5 separate regions of the Sus scrofa genome follow, and regions 1, 2, 3 and 4 are each linked to region 5. Evidence: chromatin contacts called from public Hi-C, HiChIP or PLAC-seq and promoter capture Hi-C data. All regions are on one chromosome and are shown on one strand. The core of a region is the stretch at or near the end of the contact, and the rest is flanking DNA. Distances in the headings are between cores, read along the strand shown.

Evidence for each region. Promoter capture Hi-C pulls out the DNA fragments that hold promoters and counts their contacts. Hi-C and Micro-C count contacts between places; a contact is called where the count stands out from the background. HiChIP or PLAC-seq counts read pairs in DNA pulled down with a chosen protein or histone mark.
Region 1: an H3K27ac HiChIP or PLAC-seq map of alveolar macrophages shows a contact between it and region 5. The contact joins the promoter of H2AFZ here to the promoter of EIF4E in region 5. A contact is called at or near these places in 2 of 47 Hi-C or Micro-C datasets (embryonic fibroblasts and heart right ventricle) and 1 of 2 datasets of contacts at active chromatin or transcription factors (alveolar macrophages).
Region 2: a promoter capture Hi-C map of liver shows a contact between it and region 5, with 6 times the contacts expected there. The contact joins the promoter of STPG2 here to the promoter of EIF4E in region 5. A contact is called at or near these places in 2 of 5 promoter capture datasets (fetal liver and liver), 2 of 47 Hi-C or Micro-C datasets (heart right ventricle and liver) and 1 of 2 datasets of contacts at active chromatin or transcription factors (skeletal muscle).
Region 3: an H3K27ac HiChIP or PLAC-seq map of alveolar macrophages shows a contact between it and region 5. The contact joins the promoter of RAP1GDS1 here to the promoter of EIF4E in region 5. A contact is called at or near these places in 1 of 5 promoter capture datasets (liver), 1 of 47 Hi-C or Micro-C datasets (skeletal muscle) and 2 of 2 datasets of contacts at active chromatin or transcription factors (alveolar macrophages and skeletal muscle).
Region 4: a contact with region 5 is called in a Hi-C map of liver, with 6 times the contacts expected there. The contact joins the promoter of LAMTOR3 here to the promoter of EIF4E in region 5. A contact is called at or near these places in 1 of 5 promoter capture datasets (liver), 2 of 47 Hi-C or Micro-C datasets (embryonic fibroblasts and liver) and 1 of 2 datasets of contacts at active chromatin or transcription factors (alveolar macrophages).

The regions. Positions count from the first base shown.
Region 1 is chr8:120,562,330-120,565,029 of Sscrofa11.1, reverse strand. It overlaps H2AFZ (H2A histone family, member Z), which reads right to left and starts at 1,278. Exons shown (of 5, transcript NM_001123122.1): 1 at 1,091-1,278; 2 at 570-647; 3 at 174-287. The coding sequence starts at 1,093.
Region 2 is chr8:122,113,667-122,116,366 of Sscrofa11.1, reverse strand. It overlaps STPG2 (sperm-tail PG-rich repeat-containing protein 2), which reads right to left and starts at 1,321. Exons shown (of 13, transcript XM_021101745.1): 1 at 894-1,321. The coding sequence starts at 1,002. It overlaps LOC102160109 (a long non-coding RNA gene), which reads left to right and starts at 1,334. Exons shown (of 4, transcript XR_305112.2): 1 at 1,334-1,806.
Region 3 is chr8:122,006,080-122,008,779 of Sscrofa11.1, reverse strand. RAP1GDS1 (rap1 GTPase-GDP dissociation stimulator 1) reads left to right here and starts at 1,288. Exons shown (of 14, transcript XM_021101742.1): 1 at 1,288-1,597. The coding sequence starts at 1,594.
Region 4 is chr8:120,624,646-120,627,377 of Sscrofa11.1, reverse strand. LAMTOR3 (ragulator complex protein LAMTOR3) reads right to left here and starts at 1,481. Exons shown (of 5, transcript XM_021101727.1): 1 at 1,325-1,481; 2 at 1-1,008.
Region 5 is chr8:121,408,186-121,410,885 of Sscrofa11.1, reverse strand. EIF4E (eukaryotic translation initiation factor 4E) reads right to left here and starts at 1,253. Exons shown (of 7, transcript XM_003129314.5): 1 at 1,129-1,253. The coding sequence starts at 1,146.

The sequences.
Region 1 (2,700 bases), core at 29-2,528, 850 kb after region 5:
AGCAGTCAACTCAAGCTCAGGAGGAACCCAAAATGAACACCAGCCCCCTCTAGCGTTGTCAGAAGCTTCTCACCGCGTTCAGAGCCTGGGAGTTTTCTTGCATCACTTTCCTCCTTCCCTCTCACCGCCTCCCCCCACCACCTTTTCCAGATTACAGGCGTACACCCATTTACCTCTGCGGTGAGGTACTCCAGGATGGCTGCGCTGTACACAGCGGCAGTCGCGCCCACACGTCCATGGCTGGTCGTCCTAGATTTCAGGTGTCGATGAATACGGCCCACCGGAAACTTCATTTTTCGCATACACAAACACAAATGCACAAAGATAGAGGAGCCAAAAATGGTCAAATTATACGCGCGCCAAAGCAAGGGGCACGGAGGCTGATGCAGCAACGCGCCCTAGCATCGCCACACGTGATCGCCCCCCCTTCCCCAATATTTATTGTATCGGTAAACCAAGTCCCGACACCATCACCACGCAAAGACCAAAAGCTCATCTAGTGCAATGATAAACAGAGAAAAAGGAGAGAAAAACGCCGCGATTCCCAGACAGCAGAAACCCCCACTGACCTGCAAACCGGCTCTCTGCGAGCGGGAAACCGCCTTTGTCTTGGCCTTTCCGGAGTCCTTCCCAGCCTTACCGCCAGCCTGCGGCGCGCACACGCCCGCGAGCGAAGAAGGAACGCAGAATACAGGATTACCAAGGCGGCGCGCCCCTCCCCCACCGCGGGGCGGCCCGGGCGCGAGCGGGGCCCGGTGCCCAGCCGGGGTCTCCGGCCCGCCGCGCGCCGCAAGGGCGACCCCGCCCGCCTGCCCCCCGCTGCGCGCCCGCCGCGGCCGCGCGCTTCAGGCCGCCCGCTCACCGCCCTCCGGCTCCCAGCGGCGCTGCGCGCGCCACCCAACCGTCGCCGCCCGCCGCGAGATCGGAGGCTGCTCCGCTCGCCGCCGACAAAACACCTCCCCCCGCTCTTCCACATCCTCTCTCCGCGCGTTCCCAACCGTCACCGCTTCACCCCCATCTCCGTGTGTAACGGGTTTTTCTCCTGCCGGCAAAAACCCGCGTAGTCTTCGAGCGCCTCCGCGAAGTTTACCATTTCGAATTCTGCTGAAGCTCAAACAAGCAAGGCAGAGAAAGGACTAGTCAGTCACCAAGCGAGATCCCGCCGCCTACTCCTCCGTCGCACCGCGATTCAAACTGCGCTGTCTCCCGCCTTCCCCGCTCCCTTTATACTGCAGAATGTTCCCTCATCCGGGAACTCGGATTGCTCATCCCACCAATGGCTGCCACCCGCCCTCGGGCCGCGTCCTTGAAGTCTCAGCCAATGAGCAAGCGAAGAAAAGGGCGGAGGGGCGGGCGCTTTGCAGCTCGAGCTGTTATTGGGGCATGAGAAGGAGGTGGGGGAGAACGGAGGGATGGGAACCCGGGAGAAGAAGGGCACAGCGGCGGGAGGGAAGAAACAGAGCGAGCTACGCTGCTTGAGCAGGGCACCCGCCGGCTTAGTCACGTGCCTGGAGGGAGGAGCTGAGAGGCTCAGGGGAGGGGCACGCAGTAGCTGCCCCCTATTCCACCTTTGCCTCCTTGCTCGGTTCCAGAGACCTCGGAAAGCGGGGACTAGCACTCCCTCCTTCCTGCCCTGCCCTCCCTCCGCCTCCGCCCCGTTAGAACACCTGGCGGGCAGAGACCCGCCTGTCCGCAGCCTTCTTCCGGAGCACGGGGTACCTTCACCGACCCCCCTGCATTCCCGTTGACACCTCCGGTCTGACAGGTGGCGCGAAGGCGTCCAGTGAAAGGCGCCCCGACTCCTTCGCTAACCATAGTCTGGGTAGTGATTTCGCGTTTGTTCCTCCTAGGCAAGTGCCCAGCCACCGATTCATCACGACCCTCTGCTCCCACTTTTTCAGCTGTATCTCCTTCCTCTTCTTTTCTCAGGACTTTTTGAACCCCCTACCTCCCCAACCCCAACAGAACAGTTTCATGGAAAAGACGGTGAAGCAAAGTCACCTCGCTGGTCATAAAAGACCTTTTGGTCTACCCACTGAAGGCTTGGGCTGAGGCGGTATTCTTTAATCAAATCATATTTTTCTAAAGACTACACGTCTGTGGGTTGTACCTATAGCCTGGCTTCTAAAGTTGATTTAGTGAAACATGAAGGCTATTATGTGTCAACTCTTCTATGCTAAACATTTTGCTACTTGACAAATGTTCGGTAAATGTCCTCATATGATTCACAGGCAGTTACAGATGGTCCATGTAATCAAATGCAAATGATGGGCTTAAAAAAATAGTACTGTACACACAGTACTATCATAATGCCAGCTACTTAATTTTCCAACTAATAGATTAATAGCACCTCTGTACACGTCCAGCTGCTTGGAGACAGTAGTGATCCAAATCTTTCATACTTGGAGTTTTAACAGTAATTACGTTATAAACATAATTCAGTATTTCTGACATTAAGAAAATTTGAAATATATACTCTTTAGTACTGTAGTTTGGGTTTCAATCTGAAAGTTTTATCAAGTTTTTTTGGAAATTTGCTGTTAATTTTAAAATTAAAAAATTGGGAGTTCCTGTTGTGGCTTGGCGCTAAAGAACCCAGCTAGTATCCACGAGGACGCGAGTTCAATTCCCGGCCTCACTCAGTGAGTTAAGGATCCTTGGTTGCCCTGAGCTGTGGACTAGATGGCATGCGTGGCTGGG
Region 2 (2,700 bases), core at 72-2,571, 710 kb before region 5:
ACCAGGTTTCGGTTCGATCCGTGGCGTTACTCAGTGGGTTAAGGATCTGGAGTTGCAGTGAGCTGGGGTGTAGGTTGCAGAGGCGGCTCAGATCTGGCAGATCCCACGTTGCTGCGGCTCGGGCATGGACCAGTGGCTGCAGCTCCGATTAGACCCCTAGCCTGGGAACCTCCATATGCCACCGGTGCGGCCCTAGAAAAGGCAAAAAGACAAAAATAAATAAATTATCCATTCCCACTACCTCTCAAGAGTATAGCTTTTCTTTACAGAATGTGGGATGAAGGAACTCTTATAAAGTATGTTTAAAGAGAAGATGGGTATGGTCAGATAAGAAACATCTACCAGAAAAAAACACATGGGACTATCTTTAAAAAATATTGCAAAACAAAAATTTTAACGTTATATCTTAGCTAATGAATGTTTCTCTGGTTAGTTAGGAATGGTGTGTGAGGCAGGCAGGATTTCGAAAAAAAAAAAAAAAGACAGAAAGCGGTGAGAAGTACACATGATTTGGAGACTCATAGCCAGATCAAGGAAATCGAAATCCTAGATGTCACCTGTATAATTTAAAGAATGATGTAGACAACCATTGTAGAATCAAAAGTCCTCACCATTGGCTCACTGGCCTTGTGAAATGGGACAAATTTACTGGGTCACTATGCTGTACCACAGAAATTGACACAGCGCTGTAAATCAATTATAATTTTTTAAAGGGACAAATTTATTTTACTAGTTATCATCTGTGAAATAAGGACAGTATCTTCCCTGCCTACTTCATGCTGTTATACTTTTGAAGTGATGCTACTATGCTTTCCTCAGGCACACAGAAGCGGAGCAGGCTGAAAGTGAGGCGCCTGTCACAGAAGGCTTGCCTTTCCCTACCTACATCTTACCTGCTGCCTGCTGCTTCAGGAAAGGTACCTGGTAGGATCCAGGACCCACATGATCCTCAGTGCTGCCACCTTCAGCCAATCTAAGCAAGCGAGGAGCCCGATCGTACATAATGGCGTGGGGTCGGGGAGCGGTGCGCCCGCAATGGTATAAACTAGACGGCCAGCAGAGACGTGGAGCCAAAGGAAGCCGTCAACCATCTCTGGAGCCCCAGGAAGAACTTGCGTTAATGGAGCAGCTACCTTAGAGACTATCGGCCCACTTGCTCATTAGTGTCAGATTTACCCCAGGTTGATTTCTAGCCCTGCAGAAAATTGTTTAGGAGTGAGATGAGCCATCCCACACAACCATCCGTTCACCAACCGCGAGCCAAAGCGCTCATCTTAAGGGACGAGCTTAATGAGGAAACGCCCGCCCCCGTGCTTCCGGTCTTGACTCCGCCCATTTCTCTCCACCCGGAAGTTTCTAGGAGAGAGGTCAAAGCGCATGCGTACCGAGCCGCAAGTCTTCCCCACTAAGCTCCGCCCCGCGCGCTCAGCGTCCTGAAGGAGAGGGCGGGCCTGAGTCTTGGAGCTCCTCCTACTACACCAAGTGCTTTGAATCCTGGGTTCGTCAGAAAAGCTCTAGAAAACGCCCTAGGAGTTAGAGCTAACTTGACCGTGATCCATTTTTCCTTATAGTCAGACGGGACAGCTGGGAAGAAACTATGAAAAACTGTGAAAGAAAGTCTTAGCGCGTTCACCTCCCGCACTCCTACCAGAACTACACTCGCACCCGCAGGGACGAAAGCATCTCTGACTTTATTCGGTAGTAAGTCCAAACGGTGCTAAGAGAAACCCAGGAAGTGGTGGTGACAAGACACTGAGAACTAGGAAGGAGATGAAAAACTCACCAACCGAAGCATTGCAAACACTGGTAAATGAAAGCTGTTTCTGCTGTTAGAGACCCAGGCAACAGCAACACTGACTCATTACTCTGTTTATAAAATAAAGACATTGAGGAAACCCCAAGCTGTTTGTTCAGCAAGTATTCTATCCAGATTCTAATCATCCTAAAGGCTTAAACAGACCCCGTTTATTATGCCTTACCTGCCAATGAGTTATAGTACTTAGAATTGTTCCTACTACAAATTTGTACTTATTGATACTCTGGAGGACAGAGTTTGATACTCAATTCTGTGGGTCATTTATTCTGGCTTAATTGTTCTACATACATTAGAGTCTCCTCCATGCAAGGCTATCTGCTTCTCAAGAATGTTTCTGCATTATCTTTTTTCCTACTCAATAACTAGCTGAGTATTTACTCACTTAAAAAACATTTACTGGCATATACTGTAGGTTCAGTACCATGCTAGGTTATGAGTTACAAAGATTCAAGCAAGTCTTCAACCTAAAGGGTCTTATAGCTACTGGAGAAAGAGACAGGTTCGTCCTTAACAAGATATGAGAAGAGAGACAAATAAAATGATAAGAAAAATATCACAGTACTTTGGATATCCCCTCTTCCTACTAAGAAACTAGATACTCAACTGTATGTTGATCACAGAAAGCAAATTCAGGTCCAGGCCATTTTGCTGTAGGCACTGGTGCAGACGCTTGTATCCTGCCTTTTCATGCCTGCAACAGCTTAGGTTATTCTTTTCTGGGATAGCATTGGATTTGACATTGGAAATAGAAGTGCTAAAGCAGAATTTACCTGCTTCCTGTCTGATTCGACTTTTGTCCACAGTGCCTAACCTACCTTAGACAAAAAGGAGTTTTTTATATGATCTGTCCTAGGTTATTTACACATCTCTAAAGTGAAGTTTGT
Region 3 (2,700 bases), core at 39-2,538, 600 kb before region 5:
TTTGTAGTATCAGTCATATAAATGGAAACGGATCTGACTGTAAGAGGGCCGCTGATGAAGGGCAGGGAGCACCTTTTCTCAACATTGGGCTGAAAGAGTAAAAGTTGAAAAAGAGAAATTTCCATTTAGCTATTCAGCATCTCCCTCCTACAGGCTGTGCTACTGCCTGCGCCCTTTCCCCGCCTAGACCGTAGTTGCTGCCGCCTGGGGAGACCGACCTGACTCCTCACCCCAACCACCGAGAGTCGGGGCGCGACCAGAGTGCAGGGAACGGGAAGGTTTCCCCCAGCCTCCTCCCGCAGGGCGGAGGACGCAAGACCAGCCTCTGTCTCGCGCGCATGCCCAGTTGGGAGGGTGCCCTCAAAAGGGAGCGCCCAGCTCAGGTTGTCCCCGCCGCTGGGGAGGTGCGGGGAGCAGGCGCTGGCCCCGTGGTCCAAGGAAACTCCGGCGTTCGACCCGATGGGGCCGCAGCCAACTGGGCGGACTTTTGGTTTCCTGCCTTGGCAACCTGTTCCCGCCGCGTTTAAAGGGAGCGGGGCAAAGATGGGCACATCCGAGGAGGGTGGCGCCCGACGGCCAGGGCACCCTTGTGACATGGCTTTTCGGGTGTCCTCCGGGGAAAGGAAGGCCGCGCTCCCCTAGGAAGGAGAACGATACGCTCCGAAGAAATCCCGGGGCGGTCACTCCTCTCGCTGCCGGGAACCTCTTTTAAACTGGCCGCAGCCAGGACAGACTTAACTGTCCCACTGATGTGCCCGCTAATGTTAAGCGCCCTTCCCGCGGCCACCTCCCTTCTCTGTGCCCAGCGGGCCCACACGGCTGCTCTGAAAACAAGCGTCCTCAGATATCTGTCTCCAGAGGCGCTGGCCTCATCGCCAGCATGTCCATGCCGGCCCCGTTTCAGGACGACTGCCTTGCTTCCCGACCACCCTCCCGGGTCTGAGGCGGCCCAGGGTCTCCTCCTTCGGGAAATTCCCGCCTGTGCACCCGGCCTGTCGGGTAATGAAGACTGGCCCGTTTTCCGGGTGTGGGTTGGCCAGGTCGGGGTAGCGACCTGGAAGGTAATAGTTCGGGCACAGCGTCCCGGTACCCAGCCTGCCCAGGGCCTACCCTCCGCCCCTCCGGCGGCAGCCATCAAGCTCCTCCGCGGCGGCTGCAGCCGGCCCGCAAACACACGCCCACCCGCACGCTCAGATTGACTTGCCCCGGGGGGAAAAAAAAGGGAGGCACTGAGCATGCTCGGCGGGGAGGGCGGGGCGCTCCCGGAGTGCGCGTCGGGGCGGGCGCTCCTCCGGCCGGCTCGGCGCCTCCGCCGCCTGCCCGCTCCGAGCTGCGCCCGCCGCAGGCTGCGCCCGCCCCGCCCTACCCCGCCCCGCCCCCCGCCGCTCGTCCCCGCCGCGGCCGCGCTGCCTGCAGCAGCAGCAGCAGCGGCAGCAGCAGCGGCAGCACCAGCTGCTCCTCCCCGGCGGCCGCCCCCCGCGGGTCCCTCCCTGGTTGCGGGAGAGACAGAGGTAGAGGGAGGACACAGCGCCGCGCCGCCCGCACCGGAGACCTTCGCCTCGACCTGCCGGCTCCTCACCCTCTGGGAGGAACATGGGTAAGTCATCCTTCCTCCCCCGTCATCGCCTGACATATTTCTCTTTCTCGGCGTGGTGCAGGGTGGGAAGCATTTCTCGCGCAAAGTTGCCGGATTTCTCCAGTCCACCGGGGTGAGGCAGTGGCTGTTTCTCCGGGGAGAGTCGGCGCACGCGGAACGCACGCCGGGTCCCAGGGCTGGGAGGGTCCAGAGTGCGGGGTGGGGTCGGGCCGCGGGGCCGGACCGCCGCCCGGCTCTCGGGCACCTCGCTGCCTCGCCTCCCCTCCTCCATTCTTCCTGCCCGAGCCGGTGCCCGGGCACCACGGAGCCTGCCCCGCGGGCTCGCATCCGCTGCCCCATCCCGGTTTCTTCAGAGGCCGCCGGCTTCCTTCCCCTCGCGGCTGCTGGGCTGGAGACTCGGGTCCGACCGCTAGAAAGACCACTTCACGTAACTTCCCTGTCTGGGCGACCTTTCCCCATCTTGGGGACTGCTCATCCCGAGGCGGGGAAGTGGGAGCAAGTAGTTTGTGGGGGTGATTTTACAACCTGCACGGAAATTATTTTCGGTGGGGGAGAGCGGACAGTCTCATAGGTTGAAAGGATGACTTGTCAGAGGCCACGAGGAACGTGAGGCAGGATGGATAGAGCCGCTAGCTGTTGAATTCGTGTTGGGTGACTACAGTGTGCACTATTCCGGTGTTCAACGCATTTTCTTGGCTCCTTCGCCTGTCTCCTGTAGCACGAAACTGCACCCTGCCTGTCTGTAACATGGTACCGAACTTACATACTAGTAATGCTTTCCCAGCTTCCCTTGTCGGAATCTATATAATGCGATTTTAGTTCCTTCGTGTTTGTGATTAATCTTAAGAGTTTGGGATGAGATATTTAAGAGTTGGGATGAGATGTTTTACAAAGCTACATATAATTAATCCTACTTTTTCATAATATGTTGCTTCATTGTTAAGTTCAGTAATTGCAAAAACGTCTGGTGGCTACGGTAATGTGATTAAAAGACGAAACATTTTTAAAAATTGTAGCGGTTTGGAATGCCATGCTTCTGCCTGTTCCCCAGTTTGCTTCCATTCCTGTCATAGTTTCTTTCTTCTTTTTAAAATTTGCTCCTT
Region 4 (2,732 bases), core at 232-2,731, 780 kb after region 5:
AGTCTTTTATTTTTCCTACAGGTCTTATTACAGCCATCTGTTCAAGTCTTTTCTCAAAAGACTTTTAGTGATTTGATTATGCCTAGAGAATAAGGCCTAAAGAATGTAATGGAAGACAACCAAAAACGGAGTGATAAAGGCACACAAAGTTGCTAAATGTTCAAACACATAATCTTGCAACCCAAAAAGAAACAGCAGATTCATATTAATGTCGAATAACCATTTAGCCTACTGGTTATGAGTAAGGACTCTGGAGTTAGTCTGCCTGTGCTGGTATCTTGACTCCACAACTTATCAACTGTGTAACTTGAGGGAAGTTACCTGCTCTTTCTGTGCCTCAGCATCCTCATTGATAACACAGGGATAACAATAACAGTGGCTACCTCATAAAAACTGTTTTAAGAATTAAATGAGTTCAATGTTCCAAAGAATATTTAGCATGTATATAAGAAAAACAAACAAACAAAAAACACAGTACGTAAAATGTAAACAAACACAAACATTAGTAGTATTAATTCCCAGCTGTTTCTACTAACTAGTACAATGAAGTTCCCTAAATTTATTATTCTGGCTATATGGTTGTGCTAAAGAGGTATTAGTTATAAAGCTCAGATTGCTACAATGAACCCAGAGAGACACAACCACTTACTGACAAAAGACTCATAGCAAACCACCGTTTAGAAATGGAAACGGTAAACATGCAGAGTCTGTCTTAGGCTCCCAGAACTTGGGTTGGGGAAAAAATAAAACTTTCTCAGTCTCAGGCACCTTAGCGTCTTTCACCCTCATTCCAAGCAGAAACTCAGGACTCCGCAAGTTATTCATATTATTCTCACACTCCAGATCCTGGAGAAAATTGGAGGGGAGCGCTAAAAAGAAATAAATTTGAACGTGGGACGTGCCCAGTAGCCTCATCCGTTTCCCTACTCTTTACTTCCTCTTGTGTGGGGGTATTAACTCACATCCGCCATGATGAACCCCTTTCTCCCGGAGGATCAATCGCCAAGCCTGGAAGAGAAACTCCTGGTGACTCTCCCCACAAGACTTCCTCGCCCTTCCCACCCCGACCCTAATAAGCGCAGTCAGTTCTTCTCAGGGTCGGAAAAGGCTCCGCGGCTCTAGGGCTCGGCCTCCCAGGCCCAAGGGAGTCGAAGTTCCCAGATGCCCAGACGGATAACCGAAATGCCTGACCTCAGCCCACTCCATCCTCTACCCCAAAGATCCGGGCCCAAAGGGGATACAGAAAGGGCGTCCTCTCTTTCACCTCACTGCACGCACCACCTGCGGGCCCAAAGCTGACTCCGGGCAAAGTGGCTCCAGTTACCTGGGTTTCTGGGCTGCTCGATACTCTGAGCTGTCACTTCAGGGACTGCCTGAGACAGGTTCTTCTAAGAGCCGCGGTCACATGATTTACGACCTCCTCTGAGGTTCCAGGAAGCACTTCCCACGTCGCCGACGCAGGGATTCGCGAGACTTCCGGGGAGGTGCTTCGGCGAGGGAGCGCGCAGTCGCGCCTTTGCGCCCCGCCCCACCCACGGCGGCTACTTCCTGCGCCTGCGCCTGCGCTGCAGGTGGATCGCGACGTCTATGACCTGTCCGAGCTGTCAGGACCCCGTGGGACGTTTTTGTTGGGCAGGGGTGCATACTTTTAATTAGGTGGTTTTTGTTTTTTTTCTTTAGGGTCCATTATCCTAAAGCCTCTTCTTGTAGATGAAGAAATTTGAAGGGGTGGTCTTAACATACCGTCAGCAATAGATTGCCCGTGATGAGAAGTCCCAGGTCCACAGGCTTCTGATCCCAGTTTCTTAGTCTCTTTTGGCTTTTCCGCTGGTGCTGCCCACGTGCTGTGACTCCAAGCCTTGTCTAGATTGAATCAACGATCCATGATTTTTCTGGAGATCTGTTATTTTTGTACCTCAAGCCTCGACATATGCAGACATTGAACAGCCTTTTTCACTAGCAACTTAGAAGGCTGTGCCTTTAAGGACTGCCTATATTGTTTTTGTTTGTTTAGTGCCTTGCTTGTTTGCACATTTAACAAAAATCTACAGTGGGTGGTAGAAAAATGAGGTCTGTGGGAACTTGCCTTTGACTGTATTTCAACTCCAGCCCCTAAAAGTGCAAAAGGAATTAACTATTGCTCAGCACATAAGTTGGATACTTATTTCCTAGTTATCCCTAGGAGGATGAAGTGGCAAACTAAAAAGCTCCCAGATGTTACAACTGACCGCCAGTCATTTCAAATAAACTTGACAGTTCCATAGCAACATGTCATTAAAGATCACTTTATTTTCCTTCATTTCTCAGGACACTGCACTTATTTTAGCTCCTCACCCACTTTAGTCTCCTCTTAAAGGAAGACACTTAAAACTTGTCTTCAGTTCCTCTGCTGTTTTTCTCTTTCCAGTGTTCTGAGAATATGAACCCTAAATCTGCACCTTTCATCTGAGTTGTAAGTTCACATTTTTAGCTGCTTGTTGGATGCTGGATATTTCTACATAAAGTCTATCACTTCTAACTCAAAAGCTCCTAAAAACTCCAGTAAATCTGTTTCCTGATCTATGTCTGTGTTCCATGATTCTATCAGTCAGGTATCATGTTTGCTCTCTCCTTCCTCATGTTCTTTTCTTAACAATGATTTTTACACCCATTATTTTTTCAAGCCTTCATTTAAATCATTATTCTATTCAGCAAAACTGTATCAACAGTCACTTAAAGGCCAACTTTACCTT
Region 5 (2,700 bases), core at 4-2,503:
TGGGATCAGCCTGCTTAAAATAAGTTTAAGATGGTGCCTGAACTGGGAAGAAAGCCAGGAGAACGGATAAAGAAAAAAAATCAAACAGAAACCTAACTTTAAAAGTTAAGTTAAACAGTGTCTGAGAACTCTTCCAGAGGATAAAGCCGCGGAAGAACAGATGGATCTACACCCATTCGCACTCTCTGAGGCGTGCGCACAGCGCGGAAAGGATGAATGAATGGAAGACAGGCGCGTGTGAAATGCCGCAGGTCCGGCCGGCAAGCCGACCAGCCCCAGCAGCTATCAGCAGGCCTCGCTCCTCCCCCTTCCCTCCTCCATGACAGCCCAGGCTCAAGCATGGAGGGGCGAGGACAATGTGATCCCCCTTCCAACCACCAGCACCCTTCACCCTACTCTCAGAGCTTTACCGCGCCACCAAGGGTTCTCCTCCCCACCCCGAAACCTTTCTCGCCTCCCGGGTCGCCAACCCCGACAACTCTCGGACATGCTGGAGTAACATGCGCTCGCCCCTCTCGGCTCCCCTCGGCGAGGAAGAACCTTCTCCGCGCGTGCCGCGGCACCACTCCCGCCCAACCCACCCCGTGGCACCGCGCGCTCACCGGCTCCCTGGCCCACCGGTCTAAGAAATCCCGGCGCGCGCCCGGAACCCAAGCCCCTGAGCCAGAGCTCGGGAGGGAGAGAGGGAAAGGCTGCTCCGAGGCTCCCTCCTCCATCTCATTCCAGGCCGGCTCGCCGCCCACCGTCCCTGCGAATCCTGGCGCTCGTTCGGAGCCGGGCCCGCGCCTTCCCATCGCAAAGGCACGATTCCCACACACCTCGCCCAGAGGCCGGATCACGCACCACCCTTATAGACACCTTGCGGCTCCACAGGGGGAGCCGCGCCGCCCCTCCCCCACATCTCTCCCCTAGCTCGCGGGCCCCCACCAGAACGTGTGCTCTACACGCCGTGGCGGCCAGCCTCCGGGGCGCCCCCAATTGTCCGCAGGGAGGTCAGGCCAAAGAAGAGGGGGAGGGGGCGGCAAGGGGTAGCGTGCGCGCTGGGAACGCCGTCCCGCGGGATCCTTCAGTCCGAAAGGAGACGGAGCGCGGGGACCGGTGGGGGTGGGGGCCAAAGGCAATACTCACCGGTTCCACAGTCGCCATCTTAGATCGATCTGATCGCACAACCGCTCCTGAAGGGAGGGGGTGAGAGGAAAAAAATGAGATTCAAACCGGATTGGCCGGCTACTGTTCACGTGACGGACGTGTCCGTTTGGCCCTGGCGGCGCCTGCGCAAGACTGCAGCTGCGTGTTTAACAAGAGGCTTCTGGGAAGTGGAGTCGCTCTCTCGGTGGCTCGCTCTCCCTGTCTCTTTTTTTTAGGCTAGGAAGTTTAAAAAAAAAAAAAAAAAAAAGACTGGTCACGTGGCCGGTGGGTACCGTGCGCGGTTCTCGGCGCAGCGGACACTCGCGTGCTGGAGGGTGGCTTTCAGTCCTCTGCTCTTCCGCCTGGGTAGTTGCTGTCGCACTCACTGCCAGGCATGCCTCCTGTGCCCTTTGTCGCCCTGTCCTCCCATCTTCCTCGGAAGGTTGGGAACTGTAGGCTCAACACGCACAATAAGGCTTCATTTGCTTAGTTGAGGTCCTAGGACAAGTTGCCTGTGTGTTTATTTAATTTTCTTTTGACTTCCCACCATTTTCTCTTAGTTCCAAAAAGAGGCGGCGAGGGAAAATCGTTAAGCAATCAACCCTCCCCCGTCCCCCGGCTCCGCTAACGCTGGTGGTCACTCATTGCCATCACTGCGAAAGGGAGTGGCGGAACCGCCCACAGTAACCACTTGCCACAGTTCGGGGGAGGGGGAGTGCACCCGACAGCTTTTCGTGTTCCAACTCCTGAGATTAAAATCTCAGGGCTAAATCTTGCGTGGAAGTAAAAATTATCTGAAGTTCTGTCCTCTCGATTGCACTGTTCTGCTTCGACGTGAAGGGAAATAGCCCAAGTCCAGGTGCCAGCCAGGGAAGCCACTCCGGCCCCCGCTGACTAAGCCCTGGACTGACCGTCAGGAGTCGTTAGGCTGGGTCAACTATGACTCTTGACGTTGACTCATTCTCCTTAGGCAAGTGACTTAATCATTCAGTGCCTCAGCTTTTTCATTTATGAACCACAGATGGTAATACACTTACCTCACAAGGGTATGCTGTGGTAATGATTGTAACCAGCTTTGAAAATGCATCAGACTCTATAAATGCTTCATAATAAGCAACCTCGTGCCTTCGTAAGGATCAGCTGCTTCCCTTACTGTTCTTTAAACAATGTTTTAAATTTTTCTTTTGCTTATGTTGTTACATTATCATGTACACCAATGCAATTTTAAAAGTTTCGAGACAATGTTTTTATAACTAGCTACCCTCCATAGAGGCTTTAATGTTTAGGAAAATATTGTTATAATCACTGGCAATTAGAGGTTTATCCCCAGAGTGACATCCGACGTTTTCTTCCCCGCTAAGATACTGTGCTGTCATTTCTTTCTTTTTTTCTTTTTTTTGCTTGTGCTGTCATTTCTGAAGACAGTCTTACTCTGCACAGTCTGGTTATCCATATAAAAAAACAGAAGAAATCTAGCAGAGTGCTACTGCAAGATTTTAATGAGGAAGATATTATATCATTACTATTTCCCATGCTTCTTAAGAATGTTAACACCAGAAAAATCAGTATAAT